Regions from separate parts of the Gossypium arboreum genome. Here region 2 is linked to region 1. Evidence: chromatin contacts called from public Hi-C data. All regions are on one chromosome and are shown on one strand. The core of a region is the stretch at or near the end of the contact, and the rest is flanking DNA. Distances in the headings are between cores, read along the strand shown. Region 1 holds the start of LOC108463933 (NADH dehydrogenase [ubiquinone] iron-sulfur protein 1, mitochondrial-like). Region 2 holds the start of LOC108471519 (proline dehydrogenase 2, mitochondrial-like).

What was found. Hi-C and Micro-C count contacts between places; a contact is called where the count stands out from the background.
Region 2: a contact with region 1 is called in a Hi-C map of leaf, with 6 times the contacts expected there. The contact joins the promoter of LOC108471519 here to the promoter of LOC108463933 in region 1. A contact is called at or near these places in 2 of 5 Hi-C or Micro-C datasets (both in leaf).

Annotation. Positions count from the first base shown.
Region 1 is chr7:18,862,881-18,867,958 of ASM2569848v2, forward strand. It overlaps LOC108463933 (NADH dehydrogenase [ubiquinone] iron-sulfur protein 1, mitochondrial-like), which reads right to left and starts at 3,084. Exons shown (of 5, transcript XM_017763945.2): 1 at 2,500-3,084; 2 at 1,680-1,926; 3 at 776-1,070. The coding sequence starts at 2,914.
Region 2 is chr7:19,170,812-19,175,889 of ASM2569848v2, forward strand. It overlaps LOC108471519 (proline dehydrogenase 2, mitochondrial-like), which reads left to right and starts at 2,054. Exons shown (of 4, transcript XM_017773130.2): 1 at 2,054-2,725; 2 at 4,098-4,743; 3 at 4,837-5,077. The coding sequence starts at 2,162.

The sequences.
Region 1 (5,078 bases), core at 1,834-4,333:
ACCTTTTTCTTCATAAAAAAAAAGAACACTTCTTTTTTTTCTTTTTATTGATAATTATAAACATTTCAATGATTAATGCATGTTCCTCAGATAAAAAGGACCGCACCAGTTGGAAAAATAATCAGCTTTGAAAGTGCAAATTCCCTTCTTAAAATTTTAATCATTGAAATTCAGAAGTTCATGACAAGAAACCTTAGTTACTTCGAACCTTGCACAAACTGGAAGAGAACATTTGACCATATTATCTAAATGAAACAAACCCTACTAGAAAAGTCCACAATTCACAATTTCCACATTCTTTAGGGGTAGTGGTAAATTGTGAGATAAATTTGCAACAAGTGCAAGAACATAACCAAGCCCTTCTCAGATATTAACAAGACCATAATAACTCTATCCCATGCAGCCCATGCCACACATTTACCGTCACAACTGGAAAATAAGATGTGTCTAGCTAAAACTAAAGTGGAAAATGTACAAAACAATATCATTAATGTGTTGTTACATATGCCACAGTAATCACAATGAAAATTTAAAGCTGGTATAAGTCAATCTTAAATTATCACATCTCCTCAAGAACTAAATATAAAGGCTGCTTTTCTCATAAACAGAAATAATACAGGTCGTAGAGTTAATGAAGTGATAAGACCAGAACACTTAAAAGTACTAGCACAAAAGCAGTCGACACTCAACAGATAGTTCAGTGCTTCATGGGCATCAGACAAAAGATTCCTAGAAATGAGTGTACCATAAGCATCGTATGACAATTTACACTTACCTCATTTAAACGTGGAAGGATACGCATAACCTCCGGACCTCTGCTATCAATTCGAATGTTGGATCCAACTGCATCAGTCACATCAATGGTCTCTGTTCCTTTCAACTCCCAGTTTCGGGCCTTAAATGCAAAGGGTTTAGAGGTAAGAGCTCCAACAGGGCAGATATCAATTACATTTCCAGAAAGCTCACTTGTCATAAGCTTTTCAACGTAAGTCCCAATTTCTTCTCCACTACCACGACCTAACATGCCAAGATCCTGAACTCCAGCAACTTCTGTTGCAAACCTGACACACCTGATGAGACCACAAAAAGTTAGTTGCCTCAAGCTCTGACCTATGGAACATAGAACAGAAAGAAAATTGCTTATAGATATTTCTCAAACAAACAAATCCTCAAAAGATCACAACGATTTGGCCCAAAAATGGCTTAAAGAAGAAGATGCAACTTTTAGCTTATCACTCAAAAAGGAAAATACACTAGAGAGGCTTTGAAAGACCTATTTATGAATCACAAAGCTTTAGAACTCGGACTGATTTGTGTAATAGAAGAAGTGCATCAGTCTAACATAATGAAGTAAAGCAAAATTCACAAAGCAAATTGTATAGGCTAACTTAATCACAATCTGATATAAACAATTCTAAGTGTAGGGCAACACATGATTAAAAAGGTAGTGAACACATAAACAAGCAATACCAGTCATTCTTAAGTGGGATTTATTGGAATATAAATTCTCGGTACCTATATGTAGCCATAAATATCTAAAGCTAAAAATTCTCCAATGCATTTGTTTATTTAAAAGAAACTCATTAGTGGAAGCAGTTATCCTTGGGATTCAAATCTTAAAATCTTTGAAAATATAAATAAATAAAGAACTTAGGAATATTGTTAGGTTAATTTCGGACCTAGTACACTGAATGCACCGAGTCATGACAGTCTTCACCAAAGGACCAAGATTCTTGTCAACAACAGATCTCTTCATTTCAGTAAAACGGCCACGATCAGATCCAAATGCCATAGACTGATCCTGGAGATCACATTCTCCACCCTGATCACAAATTGGACAATCCAGTGGATGGTTCATCAGCAAAAACTCCATCACTCCTTCTCGTGCCTTCTTTGCCAATGGCGTATCTGTCTTAATCTTCATTCCTATATTAGAGTCCCAGAGAATTAGAGAACATAATAATAATAATAAGAAGAAGAAGAAGATAAATAAAGAATGTACTGGGAAATACCAGAACCAAACCAAAATATAAAACAAACGGACATATTTAGATAAAGAGCAGCCTAATTCCGTAAAGGTTAAATTGTTTAAATGAAAAGCACTTTCGACTTGTAAGAGCAGTTTCACACAAGAGCTTAGCATTTCCAAAGCCATATTGCTAAAAAAGTAAAATAAAAAAGAAATTTATGCGAATATAAATACTATAAAAGAGAGAAAGAATTGGATCATAGTGTAATGAATCATAGCGTTGTATATTTCTTAACATTAAACAGAACAAATAGCAGCATAAAAATAGCAAGGAAAAGTTGAAGCAAACTAAACAGTATTCAATTAATTTGATACCCAAATCAAAATCACTAAATCCACCTAATTAAGTCACGAATCTGTATATAGGAAATCAAAATCGCTCCTCCCTGAAGGTTAATCCAAACAAATGAATAAATTTATCTATCCAAAATAAAAGAAAAAAGAAAGGGCAATGAAACGGAAAGGCTCACCAGGAAGGGCAGGCATGGCGCAAGAGGCGACGGGCTTGGGGGATTTTTCAACCTCGACAAGGCACATACGGCAGTTCCCCGCGATCGAAAGTCGGCTATGATAACAAAACCTAGGAATGTCAACTCCAGCGATCTCGCAGGCCTGAAGAACAGTCATGCCCTTAGGGATTTTCACCGGGAACCCATCAACGAACACCTCGAGAGCATCATCTGGGTTGGTGAAGTGGACCCGGGCACCGCCCACAGGTTTCTTAGGCGGAGGCGGAGTGGGCTCCGGCTGCGTTGCTGGTGCGGCCGCTGATGCATCGGGGGATTGGAGGCCGGGTTTGGTGACGATGGGTCGGAAACGAGAGTACTGAGAAGAGAGAACCCTGGAGGTCTTAAGGGTTCTTGAAGCTAACAACCCTAATCCCATTTTTCCAGTACGGTGAGATCTCTTAGCTTCCTTTGTTGGAGCTCAGAAAGAGTGGCGACAGATTTTGAGTTTGCACTGAAATGAAATGAAAGCGTGTGATTCCCACAATTCGGGTTTCAGGTTGACCCGTTTTTCTCCACATGGTCTGCCTCTGAGTTTCCATACGCCATCGTTTTAAATTAAGGTTGTAAAGTAATGCTTTTCTTTCCGAAAATTAGGGTATACTATAAAAATAATCACTTTTGTTTGTTTTAGATTACATTTTAGTTACTTATGTTTAAAATATTACATTTTGGTTATTTATGTTATTGTTTTGTTACGAAGTGGTCACTCTACCGTTAAGTCCCATTACCTCCCTAATAGAGGTCTTACGTGGCAATCCAAATGGTTTTAAATGCCAACTTGGATGTCTTACGTGACCGTCCAAATAAAATTTGTTTAATTAAAAACCTATTTTCATTCTAGCAATTGGACATCCAAGTTGGTATTTAAAATCCATTTGGACTACCATGTAAGACTGCCGTTAGGGAGGTAACGGAGTTTAACAGTAGAGTGACCACTTCGTAACAAAACAATAACGTAAGTGACTAAAATGTAATATTTCAAATATAAGCTAAGAAAATATAATCTGAGACAAACAAAAGTGACTATTTTTGCAGTTTACCTCGAAAATTATGTCTATTAAGAGACACACGCCTGTGTCTTAGCCCATGTATTTACTACTGAGCATACTGACTTGTAAAAATTAAGGTGCATGGGACACACGGCCATTCAACACGCCCATGGGGCAGACCGTGTGTCTACCCATGTGGACCATTTAAAGGCTATTTTCCAAGCCAATTGTCACCCTCAATCATTCATACATTCAAACATATTTCATAGCATGCAACATGACATATTTAGACACTCAAATATTCAACACCATGGCACTCTCACATATTCAAAATGTCATCCTATTGCACATTCATTTTGTTACACCATTTAGAAGCATTCCACACTAATTTCATGCATTATTAAACTTGTTACCATAACTTCAAATTATGCATTCATGACTATAGTCATTTTAAGCCATTAAGTCATCCCTTATCTTTTAGCATCTAATCCATACTTTATCATACATTCACCAAGCAATAACATATCACATCATCAAGGCACTAACACATGCATACATGGGTAATTAGATTACAACCCAATGATCAAATATAAGCCATACCACATGGCCATTACAAAATAAATCATCAACATCATAAGCATTCACAATTTGGCCAAATAGCATGACACATGTCACAAAATAACCAAGTCCCCTATACATGCCATACTCAAAATAACAATTTCACTATACCCGATAATCTTTTGATAGTGTGATTGAATACTCCGACAACTTTCGGTCCCCGAGCTAGCTTGGCGGAACTATAAAGGATGGAAAGGAAAGGGGTAAGCATTAAAGCTTAGTAAGTCCACATGCAAATAATATGCAATGGTAGTAAGAAATCAACATGCAAAGACATAGTAACATATACATAAAGATTATTCATCACTTAAACCTTTTGGCTTACTTATCAAATGTACACATATACTTTCTCATCACAAATCATTCTTTACCAAGGCATTATTCATAGGTTTAGCGTACCTATCTGTACTTATCTTAGTATATCATATAACCATACCTCTTTAACATGCCCTCCTCTGGACTTTCATCACATCCATTGTATTACCTGTTGAACACTAAGAATACTATTGGATACGAGAAAAACTAGCACATAAGTGCCACATATACATACGTAGCCAAAGCTACCTCATAACATGTAACGCTCGTAATGGAGCTACTCACGAGCTTGCTCATAAAAGCTATCGGTCAAGGTGTAACTACACGGGCTACTCACACAAGCTGTCAAGTATCAGACCAACTCAAGGATTACCTAGCTACCGGTAGAACACATAAGACCATTACCCGGAACCCAATTACATGTAACGCATCCATAATGAACTCGGACCAACTCAACGAGCTCGGATGCTCGTATCCATAATGAACTCGTACCAACTCAACGAGCTCGAATGCCTCATACATATCACGAACCCAGACCAACTCAACGAGTTCGGATTTCTAAATTCCTAGTGACATGTCACTTGTATCCTAGACTATTCCTAAGGTTTAAACAGGATT
Region 2 (5,078 bases), core at 804-3,303, 310 kb after region 1:
TGAAAGATTTTTAGTGCAGATTTATTTCTTAATTCTTGACCCGAAAGAATACCGGCCTAAAGCTAAGTTAGAAGTTTAGTGAAGTATGAAATTAACCATGCTTGGTTGGTGTATAGAAATGGTTTTAACGGAAATAGTAGAAGATGAAAAGGGAAAGGGACTTCAGAAGCAATTATGCCAAAGTATTGAAATGGAAAAAAACTAGAAGATGCATGTACTGCACACGTGAAAAAAGAAAGGAAAAAATGAATTGATTTTTTTCTATTCAATTTCCAGGTATTCAAGGTGTGTCTTTCAAAGGCCACCATACACCCTATTTATATATAAACCATATATTAAAATTAGTCTAACCCACCTAACAACTAATTACATGAAATAAAATATCATATTTTCTTTTCTATATACGGCTTTTACAAAGTCAAAAATCTGATCAGCCCTTAAATATTTCTAAATTTCTGATTCAACCCCTCTTTTATTGCTCATGCTCCAATTTAATCATTTTATGCTTGTCTTTGAATTAAAGCATATGAATTTCATTCTTGACAAAATTTAAACATAAAACCACCAATTTAGCAAGAATTAATTGATTTGAGCACGTAAAATATGTAAAATAAACATGTTATCATCAATACTTAAGGTTAATCCAATACTCAATATGAAGGTGTCGAAGCCTATCTGTGAGGATCAAGGGGATCCTGATCGAGACAAGTCATGACGAGGGCAAGTAAGAGTAGTGGACATTTGCGAACGAGATGTACAAGAAATAGATATAATTCAAGGCGTAGAACTACCCAATAGAAAGACTAGTCGAGAATCAGTTGAGGCATCAAGACCATTTCGAGACAAGTCAAGCTAGTTCCATTCCAAGGATGTGATGAGAGCATCACGAGAATAGGTGGGGGAGAATGTCACGAGCCGCAAATTAAAGCCTGTGACCATTGGACACTAAACATCCCATAGAGGTCAATTGACCAAATGTGGCTCATTTACCTTGCATAAACTAGCTCGACTCATGGAACGTATGGAGAAGCCCATCTACTTGAAGTCTAGTTAGCTCAGTGAAGCACTCAAGTAAAACTAGAGTTACTAGCGTAATTAATGCAAATCCTAAAGGATAAAGATGTATAGAGTTTATATCTCTTAAGACTCATCTTGTAGATAGGCACGAATCTTAGTTGTCGATGTAATTCGATATGTACCGTTGTATTTGGGGGAGCTCAACTATAAATAGAAGCCTTCCCCTCATTCATTTGTATTCACTCAGTTGTAAATCTTCAAAGTAATAGAATACTTTTAAGAGCATATACTCAAACACTCGGTGTGTGCTATTTTTCAGTGGCTTTTTTTATTCATTCGTTACTTTTTCGTTTTGAGTTTGCTTCTGATTTACTTTGGTGCCTTATAGAGAGTTTCTGCTAGAATTCTCATTTTCCGAGTGTAAGACTGACTTAGGCAGATTTGAACCCAAGCAATTGCCTAAAGCCACGCAATTTACTAAATTAAAGTTCTAACCCCGCAACACTAGAAATTGAATCTATTTCTAGCAACAATTATTGAAGCAAATTTCTTATAATGTTGTAAGTTATTCTAAATCTCTCAGTCACATGTTAGGTGACATCCAACATGTAACCCATATTTAATAAGCATGTCCCATTTAATGCGTTCATCACATTTTAAATTTTAATAGATTTAATCTTAAAAAGCGAAATATAATTTGGGACAAGAAATGAAATGTATTGGCGGCTTTAATAAATTAGATAGATAGAGATTTTGCATTCTTAGTCATCAATATGTCAACTTGTTTAGGATTTATCCTTTAATAACATATTTGCCAATCACGCCTTAGTTTGCAAAGTTGTGAGGCCTTGAGTGTATAGGTTCAATTTTTTCTCTATCCAATTCTTAATCCATTGTGTTTTATAACACTTTATTTTAATTATGGATGTAATTATAATTATAAATATACAAACATTTATTATTTATAATTATAAAAAGAAGCCTCCTTTTTGAATTATTGTTAGAACTGTAACCAACATTACCAAGTAAAATAATTTAGAGATACATTATTTTTTGTCTATAAATTCCCCTCTTGTTTCAGACTCCCATAACTTAGCTTGCAAGTCAAAAACTATATTCTCTAATTGTCCGCTCGCTCCCTTCTATGGCAACAAAGTTTCTCTCACCAAAGCTCCTCAATACCTTCCCCTCATTCACTAGGTTTCTTAACTCAGCCTCCACCGCTTCCCTCGCCGCCGTTGCACCTCTCAATTTTGACGAAAAGCCTGAACCCGCCGCTGTTGAAAAACAGCCGACTTCCCTTAAACAAGAATCAATTACAAACGCAACCCTAGACCTTGATGATCACCAAAGGCTTTTTGGTTCCATTCCTACCTTGAACCTACTACGTTCAGCGGCCAACCTCGGGTTGGCTGCTAACGAGCGGTTCGTAGATTTCGGCATGTGGATTATGAATTCTAGGCTCATGGAAACAAGTTTGGTACGTGACGCTATATTGAAAACAGTTAAACATACGTTCTTTCAACACTTCTGCGCGGGTGAAACGACGGAGGAGGCGGCGGACTGTGTGAGGAGAATCCACGACAAGGGTTTCAGAGGGATGCTGGTTTATGCGGTGGAGCATACGAGCGAGAACGCCGGTTGTGATCGAAATTTGGAAGGTTCCCTTGGGAGTGTTGAATTGGCCAAGTCGCTTCCAGCTTCGTCTGTAAGTATTTTTGGTTTCGATTTAGCCATCTTTCTTATCCTCATCTATTCTCCTCCCAACACGTAAACCTCTACGATTCTCAAGGTCTTATCTTCTCCTTCAAAACCATTATTAGCATTCCACTTAACTGTTTTAATTATATTCGGATTAACTGCGGACACTAATATTTTTAATTATTTAAAAGATTAGATACTCTGCTTATACTCAAATATTAAACACGTGAATATAATTTTTTTTATTTTAAATATGATTTTCCCTAGTATTCATATTTATTTTCCCTCTTATCAATCGTAAGATGTTTCAATTTGAAAGTTTTGGATTTCCTTTTCATACATATAAAACACCACCCTTTTATTGCTGTATCCTCATGCACGTGAGCTTTACGTTGTGGAGGCGGTCCCACAAAATTACTACTAGATAGCTCGCTCGTTCATTAAGAGTCAAGATTTAATATGACTATCCAACACCAAAAGTCCAAATATATAAAGAAAAAATTGATGATGATAAAATCGAAGTTTTTTTGTAGGATCATTATAATATTTTGTCGTTTAATAATAGAACAAAGTTGAAAAAAATATAGCCGTATGTGCGTATGTACGCATATAAACAAAGTTGTGATACGGGGGCACTTGATTGCCAGAAGGTTATTGGTCTATCTTTTGCAGTCATGTATGATGGAGAAAGTAGAGAGCATTGGTGAAAAGGATCGGTGGTTGTTGTGACAACTGCCTTTGCTAGCGACAACATACAAAACAATAGACAACTTGTCTGGCTAAACGTGTATCCTTTCGTTTCTTTTTTGGCCACGCCTAGGAAAAGTTCTCGGCTATTAATGATGAAAGGGAAGTTGTGTTTAATGATTCTGTAGGAAGGAATCCAACATTTAGGATTTGAGCATTCAGTATGTCTCTGTCACAAGCAGCTTTCCAGCTATACTCCAGCTTGGAAATGTTGTGTTGAGAAAACAGTAGATAGATCTCAGCAGCCGCCATATCCTTTGTTGAAGAATTGCAAGGATTGAATGGCTCAACTAAGTTTATCTCTTCCTTAATCTCCCCATAAATAAACTCCAAGAAAGGCACTTGAAAGTGCATGTCCTTTTTTCTTTTTCCCTTTTTCCCCCTACTTGCATGATATGATTGGTTAGAAAATTGAAACATCTTTGGTATGACGGACAGTTATGACTCGATATGAGTTTAGGGTCGACACGGGTATGTTTAATTTATTAAAATCATATCATACTCATGTCCTAATATGTGTCAAACACGAAGCACCAAAGTTGGAGACCACCTTATTTAATGTTTTTTTTCCTAGAACTTTAGCAAACTTTTGACTGACCATGATCTTACTTCTTTGTCCCCTAAATCTACAGGTGAGCTTTGTCATAGCAAAGATAACAGCAATATGCCCCATCGGCCTGCTAAAGAGAGTTAGTGACTTACTGAGGTGGCAATACAAGGACCCTTCTTTTTATCTGCCATGGAAACTTAACACTTTACCAATTTTCTCAGACTCTAGTGCTCTATATCACACACTTGAAAAGCCTGCACCATTATCCCCAAAAGAAGAGTCAGACCTTCAACTAGCGCACCAGAGACTTCTAAAACTCTGCCAAAAGTGTGTTCAAGATAACGTGGCATTGACAATCGATGCTGAGGACACATCAATACAACCTGCCATTGATTACTTCACATATTCTTCAGCAATCATGTATAACCAAGATGATAATCCTATTGTTTTCGGTACAATTCAAGCATACTTGAAAGATGCAAAAGAGAGGCTGTTCATGACAACCAAAACTGCACAAAGTCTGGGGATTCCAATGGGGTTCAAACTAGTAAGGGGTGCTTATATGTCCAGTGAAAGCAAATTAGCTTCTTTGTTAGGTTATGATTCCCCGATTCACAACAGCATTCGGGAGACACATGCATGCTACAATGACTGTGCTTCTTTTATGCTTGAGAGGATTGCTGATGGCTATGGTGCAGTTGTTCTTGCTACTCATAATGTTGAGTCAGGTAATTTACTATAATTCAAAATTTTCATTCCTCATACGAGATTTCAAGACACAGGATTGATTAACGAATAAAATGCCAACAAATGATCAACAGGGCAACTGGCAGCATCAAAAGCATGCGATCTAGGAATTCAGAAGGGAAACCAAAAGCTAGAATTTGCTCAGCTCTATGGAATGTCAGAGGCTCTTTCTTTTGGTTTGAGAAATGCAGGTTTTCAAGTTAGCAAGTATTTACCATATGGACCTGTAGATATGGTAATGCCATACCTTCTAAGGAGGGCCGAAGAGAACAGAGGACTGTTATCGACTTCGAGCCTTGATAGTGTACTCATGGGG